Regions from separate parts of the Sus scrofa genome. Here region 2 is linked to region 1. The links are chromatin contacts, called in public HiChIP or PLAC-seq maps. All regions are on one chromosome and are shown on one strand. Each heading gives the region's core, a stretch centred on a gene start, on an enhancer-like site or on the middle of the called end of the contact. The rest is flanking DNA. Distances are from core to core; before and after follow the strand shown.

Evidence for each region. HiChIP or PLAC-seq counts read pairs in DNA pulled down with a chosen protein or histone mark.
Region 2: an H3K27ac HiChIP or PLAC-seq map of alveolar macrophages shows a contact between it and region 1. The contact joins the promoter of RPS12 here to the promoter of SLC2A12 in region 1. A contact is called at or near these places in 2 of 2 datasets of contacts at active chromatin or transcription factors (alveolar macrophages and skeletal muscle).

What each region holds. Positions count from the first base shown.
Region 1 is chr1:29,834,439-29,838,029 of Sscrofa11.1, forward strand. It overlaps SLC2A12 (solute carrier family 2, facilitated glucose transporter member 12), which reads left to right and starts at 1,563. Exons shown (of 5, transcript XM_003121191.6): 1 at 1,563-1,836. The coding sequence starts at 1,722.
Region 2 is chr1:30,922,006-30,925,658 of Sscrofa11.1, forward strand. It overlaps RPS12 (ribosomal protein S12), which reads right to left and starts at 1,387. Exons shown (of 6, transcript NM_214363.1): 1 at 1,355-1,387; 2 at 1,169-1,219; 3 at 863-979. The coding sequence starts at 1,182. SLC18B1 (MFS-type transporter SLC18B1) reads left to right here and starts at 1,712. Exons shown (of 15, transcript XM_013988257.2): 1 at 1,712-1,990.

The DNA.
Region 1 (3,591 bases), core at 313-2,812:
GAACTTCTATTTTCCAGCACAAGCTGTAAACATGTGGCAGGTGCATCATAAATACTAGTTGAAATGTTCAGGTTTGTTTCCGTTTGCTATTTTATTATCTGAGGGATAAGAAAGGTACAGAAACATCTAATGATGAGCAAAGGAAATGTACAAATGATGAGTTAACTGAGAGCCGTGTTAGGATCCAGCACGAAATGCAGGAAGTGAGTTCTGCCTGGTTCACCTTCTGCCCATACTAGCACAAGCTCGTTTCTCTGTCCAGAGGAATGACTAGAACGCAAAGCTGTATCTCATGGCATCTTCTTTAGGTCAAGAACGGGTGGCAGGGAAGGAAACAGAGAAAATCAGAGAAGGACAAGGCTGGGAGAGTTAGGCTATGGGAGAATTACTGCATTAGACCACGTGGCTTCGTGGTCTCAGCTCCCTGCCTGACTAGTTGTGATGTTAGAGATAAGTCACTTAGCCTCTATTTTCTGCTCTGTAACATGGGTACCTGCCTCACAAGTTGTCGTTTTGTTTTGTTTTAGGTTTTTTTTTCAAAAGAATCATTTGAGTTAATGCCCTTAGCATAATTTCTGGCACATAATTAGTGCTCCATAAATTTTGGTTTTCACTCTTTAAGCTTTTCTAAAAGGATCCCAATTTCTCTTCTTTTTTCAATAAATATGATTTGCTAAATATATAACTGAAGGTAAAATGTCATAACGCTATAAGGACTTTTCTATAAATATAGTCACAAATCAGGGGGGAAGATATATTCTTCTTCTCCAGCCCTGATTTTGTTTCCGATTGGATGACGATGGGATGATGCCACACCCACACAAAGACCCATTTAGTCTGGTCTCTCTGAGTTGGACATACCCTCCTCCTCCTACTAGAAGGCTATCACACAAGCAACAGAAGACTCTGGGATAGTTCCTCCCTTAAAGACAACTATGCATAAATAAACTGGATTACTTTGCTGTAACAGCAGGCTACAAAAAAGTCCCAACAATCTGTACATTCTGAGTTTCCATACTCTCCGTCTCAGGCCTTGATTTGTTTGACAGGTCTTGGAGAGAGAGAGTGAAGGAGGCATTCACCTAGGGCAAAATCAGGTTGAAACAAAGATACTGTTTCGTGCTTTGTTGAAGCTGTGAAGTGTCAGACGTGCCACGACTCTCTGGGCATAACACTCTTGGCTGAAAATTTGACACACTCTCCCTTCTGGAATGTCTTTGCAGAAACTGTTCCTGCCTCTGCAAGATTAACTAACACCATCTGGGAGTCTCCTGGGCCCTCGCACTGAGCCTGCCGTTTGCATCTGCCTGTTTCTTTTCTCTGCCTCTTTTCAAAGGTGCAGGAATACAAGAGCTAACTACCCCCCAGCTAGTGGCCAAACGCTGTCAGTTCCCAAGCCTGGAAACCCTCGGCTTCCAACTCTGCATCTGAAGGCAAAAACAATCCTCTGAGGTTCGGCCCTCCCACTGCCTGTGATAGGCTGCTTGGAATAGCAACAGCCTGTGTCACCGAAAAGGGCAAAGCTTTCGGAAATAGAAACAAAGTTGGTCACAAATCACATTGGCTTTGCCCGAAGTTTTTTTTTTTTTTTTTTTTTTTTTTTTTTTTTTTTCCTTTCACCTTTCTTTAGCATGCGACCATGGGGAAAGTGACTGCTTCTGTCAGTGGGGGAAGTCGGGGTGGTTTGGTGCCGAGGGAACGGCTGTAACTTCTACGTGACCATGGTACCTGTTGAAAACGCAGAGGGCCCCAGTCTGCTGAAACCGAAGGGGCGAGCAGCCGAGACTGATGGCAGCGACAGAGCCAGCGGCGGCCGGCATCCTCCCTGGGCGAGAGGTAAAGCGAGGCAGCCAGGCGCGGGGAACCGCGAGAGGAGCCAGCTGGATGCGTGTCTCACTGTGTGTGTGTGTGTGTGTGTATGCGTGCGTGTGCGTGTGTGTGTACACGTGAGCTTGCTAGGTGCCTGCAGAAGAGGGGACAGGATCTGGTGGGAGGAATGACAAGGAGCTCTAACGTGAAGATTGAAGTCTCGCTACTCATCAGCCGGGTCTCATCCTCCGTTTTGACCACATGATGTATAAATCTTTTTCATTTGGGGAAATTGTTTGGCAAGAGAATTACACGTGCAAACGCACCCATGTACACATACACACACTTTTCCAGTTATTGTCCCAAACAGATAATCCATAACAACTGGGCTTTACAACCACCATTTTTAAAAAAACATTTTAAGGAGGCTTCATAAAATTATTAGTTACATAATCATCAAACACAACTTTCTTTTTAAGTTCCCAGCATCTGTTTGTAATGAATGTGAGCATTATTTACACCCTAAAATCTCTGCTTCCTTGTGCCTGCTTTCTTTAAAACTGGACTTTCGGATTGAGGTTTATGTCATACTCTTCCTTCCAGAGGTGAAATTTGGAAAAGTTTTAATTCATTTGTTCTCTTTGTTAAATCCACTGCCTTTCTTGGCTTCCACATTTACAATTTTCACAGACACCTGGCACACTTTTAGTCGCCTCTCCCTAGTCGGTTCGTTTGTAATCAAAGCAATAGAAACTCATCATAACACGAAATGAAATCAAACACAAATAAGGTCTCCTTCCCACTGCTTCCCTCCGCTCTGCTCCCTGTAATCAGTAATACTGTCCCAGGCCATATATTGGAATTTCATGAATGGTCCAAAACACTAAACGATACAAAAGGGATTTACCTTTCACCTTGGGAAGGATCTGTATATTTATGTTTGCATCGTGGGTTTGTCTGATCTTGGAATTGACTCCACGACCCCTGTCAGAGAGGCACGAGCTGCCCCCCCCCCCACTCAGCCTGCCTCCGCTTCCGACCTTCTAATCAAGAATCAATATCTAGGGTCACCTTTCTGTGGGCCCAGGCCTCTCTTCTTTGCCTTTCTCTCTAAGTGCGATCTTTGGTTCCTAAGTCTAAGAGCAGACAAAGGCAACTGGCACTGGAGGTAAAGAGAAAGAGCGGCCAAGTTCTTCTCTCTGAATTCCGACAAGATTGAGTTGTAGGGCGAGCTGAGATGGTGATATCAACAAATGGGTTAGGGAGTTCCTGTTGTGGCTCAGTGGGTTAAAAATCCAACTATATCCCTGAGGATGCAGCCTCGCTCAGAGGGTTAAGGATCTGGTGTTGCCATAAGCAGTGGCATAGTTTGCAGAGGCAGCTCAGATCTGGCGTCGCGGTGGCTGTGGTGTAGGCCAATGGATGCAGCTCCGAATCAACCCCTAGCTTGGGAACTTCCATATGCTGCAGGGGCAGCCTAAAAAGAAAAAAAAAGGGGGGTAACTATATAGTCAACGATAAATATCACAAAGAAGATGAAAGAAACTTTGTCCTGTAGAGGCCTCGACAATAACAATTACAAATGGACTATGCAGTCTTGATATGGCTTTGAAAGTACAATACTCTCAATAGGTTAAATTGCCCAAGTTCACAAAGATCCCAAAGGAAGGGAAGATGTATGTGTGCTTGTACAGTTTGAATATACACACGAAATTCAATTTAAAGTGCAACTGTTTATGTTGTTGGAAATAAATGAATAAATACCATAATTTTCTTTTACAT
Region 2 (3,653 bases), core at 137-2,636, 1.1 Mb after region 1:
TCTTTGCACTAGCCACAGTGACTAACAGAAGAAGCACGCTGAGAACACAACTTCAAGCTGATGTAGCTGCCACAAAACATTCACTTCCTCCACTGAAACATTTCTGATTCAGTAATTAATAATATAAAGTTTGTATGTAAAAACTAACTTACTCATTAGTTACCCATTACTAACCCAGACAGTAACACTGCTCAGTATTGTCAAGGTACAAATAGTGCAGGAAATCCATACCAGGTATTTCCAACAAGGAATGCTATTTCCACTGGACTCAACTGGCCAGTGTACTACAATTAACAGAACAGAAACTCACACATCTTAGTACCCTTAAAGATCATTTAAATTCACCTCAATTAAATAGTTGCTTTGCCAATGTAACCACTCCAAAAACCTAACCAATTTATAAATGTCCCACACTCACAATGACCTCTACAGCTAAAACACTTATTGAGTTCACCTAAAAATCCAGGTACTTCTGCCATGTTAATAGTTCAAAATCTACATGTATTAATGAAGGTTCTTATGGATTCCCTAGTTAACAGTGCATTAATAGCCCCACAACCTACAGGTTTGTCAGACTATTAGATTTCACTCATGGAAAGAGTGAAGGGGTATCCGACAATTTAAGTCATCACTCAAACGCTGTAGTTCCATTTTAAGAAGCAAGGGCGCACCCCCACTCCAAACCTACACCCTTTTAAGTGGGCCGTTAAAAGATCTAAGTTTATACCTTTTCCTAGGTTTCCTGTAGAACGGATGCCATTCACAACTTTTGTGCTAACAGCATGAACTTCACGCTCTCTTCCCTTGGCTGCAGTTTTGTTCCAGATCCAACACCCCACAGTATTGAGACTGATACACGTACTTGTCTAAGGCTTTGGCAGCTTCGCGAATTCCACGTGCTAGGCCATCATGGATGAGGGCGGTCTTCAGCACCTCTTGTAGAGCAGTATTAACGTCCATTACACCTCCAGCAGCAATGCTAACACGGAAGAGTTAAAAAAAAGAAAAAAAATCAAAAAACCTCCGCACACCATCTAATGCTTTGGACAAAACAGTCGTTGGCGAGATTAGATCATAGCCGCGTAGAGCGCCACAGCAAACCCAGAACCCACGCTGCGGGCTCGCGGCCCGCGCCTCGCCCGTTTCGCCACCCCAACCCTGAGCTCACCCTTCCTCGGCCATGGCGGTGGGTTACGGGTGGAACCGAATCTTGAGCACACTGCAATAGGAAAAAAAAAAGAAAAGAAAATCCTGGTTAACAAACTGGGTTTAGACCTAAACACTTATCGCCAATCTCATCTGAAAAACACTGAGCCACACTCCGCAAACACCACTCTCGCCTTGCTCTACTCACCCCGAGCCTCCGCCTCCGCGCGACTCGGCGGCGGCAGGGAAAGAGAATGTAGGCTCCCGCATGACGGTATTTAAGGGTTTCCCAGGACCCCTATGCGCATGTGCACTCCCTCCCAGGGAAGAGCTGGCTTTAGCAGTGCCGGGCCTCGAGAATTTCTGTTTCCGGATTGAAGCGGTTCTGTGGCAGGGGTCCTACTAGTCTTCTGACTCTGCTCGGCCGGTCTTAGGCCCACGCAGCAGGCACTAACGCGGGCAGCTTCCCAAAGTTTTTCCACGCCGAGGGTGGGGCCTACGGAGGCCCAGAGAGCTCGTCCTACGGTGCGCGAGAAGGGCCAAGCCCTCCTGCCAATGTGGTCTTGCAAGGCCCCGAGTCCTGGAGCAATCGCAGCCCCAGTTTTAACGCTTAAGACACCGTGGTTGTAATTTCGACTCCACTAATGGGCCTTCCCTGAGCAGCACACTCTCTCACTTCGCTCTTTAAGTCACTCTGAATGCTGGTGAATTTATCATTCTTTGGGTGATCTGCGCGCGCCCGTGCGTTTTCATAAAACGAAAGTCAACACGTTTTCGTTACTTCTAAGCAAATCGAAAATTCCACTTTCCCGCCGGCTGTTAACTGGAACGTCTGGCCAGCCAGGTATTTGGTAATGGTTTTCTAACGCAGTTGGTTCTAAACGAAGTTTGGGGTTTGAAAATAAAAATAAAAAACACTAAATTGTCCCCTGAATTCGTATTCCCGCCCAAATCGGGATTCAGCAGGTGCATTTGAAACACCTACAATGTAGCAGACGTAGAGACAGGGTCTGGGAATATAGAGATGAAATCGTGGTCTTTGAGAAATCTGGCATTCATTTCGCCTTTCCGGACTGGCGAAATTAGGAGTGGAATCCAGTTTTAACTCTGACTTTTCGGGAAGCAACATTTTGAATGTTACATTGGTGGGCCATTCCCCACCAACGCAAATATCTGAAATACAGCCAAATGTAATTGGCACAGTCCTTTTTCTCCTGTTTAAACTTATTCTCCTGACAAGTGCCAAACTAGTTAGCAATTATTAGGCATTTGATAGGTGCCAGCACTATGCATACAGTGAACAGAGACAGGTAACTTGAGTACTGTGAAGATAACAAAAATAAGTCACATAATAAGAGTGTGAGGGAGAGTTAGCCAGAATAATGATATACTGGAATTTTAATAAGTTGATACAGTTCATTTTTAGCTTTCAAGTGTTCATTTTTAAGTGTTGAACCAGCTTCTTTCCATCCATAAGTCATCCTAAAAAAATAGTTCACTTTGCTTATTCATTTAATTATTGAGCGTTTTTTTTTTTTTTTTTGCTTTAAAAAAAAGCCCTGCAGAGTTTATAACGATGAAAATACTTATTCTTGCTGCTCTAATGTTTGTGGTCAAATTAAATACTTCTTGGCAGATGCAATTTTTCCCAGTATAGTACTAACCAAGCTGACTGGGTTTCTGTCTTCTAGCAGCTCATAGTAACCTATTCTGTAGACTCAGGTATGGGCCTTAATATTTTCCCTTAATACATGCCTTTTCTATCAATTTGAAACCTCCCTTCCTAGAACTGGAGCTACAGTTTAGTTTTGATGTCTTAGTTATAGAAGTGGTTCTAATACCAGAGATGAGGTCAAAGGGCACACACTGGTGATTCAAGGATTATCTAACGTAGATTCTAGTTCCCTATTTTAAGGTCGCATCCTCTTGATTTTAGATATTGCCCGAGTTGAAAGACAACTAAATAGAGCCTAGTAGCTAGAGTCACTCTCTGACCAGCAGATTATAATACTTTGAAAACGTACACAAATGTGTATCTAAAATACATATGAGCAGTTCCTCACCATGATGAACCCAACTAGTATCCCTGAGGACTCAAGTTCCATCCATGGCCTTGCTCAGTGGGTATTAACTAGATCCTTTAGGATCTAGTGTTGCCATGAGCTGTAGTGTAGGTCACAGACACAGCTTGGATTCTGGGAACCTCCATATGCTGCGTGTGTGGCCCTAAAAAGCCAAAAAAAAAAAAAAGGTTTCTTGTAAACAGAGGCATCCCTATAAATATCACTTTTCTTCTTTGCTTCCTCCTGCAAGCTCCAATGTGACCCCTAGCCCAGTAACTTCCATATGCTGAGGGTGTGGCCCTAAAAATCAAAAAGTAACAATAAAATAAAATACATGTGAAAAAAATTCTGAAGTTTGTTTTAGAAACTATAATGATAATAAATAATTCTGTTTAGTATTTTCTATATGCCACTTTATGTGCTAAGTCATACATTTTCTCCCTT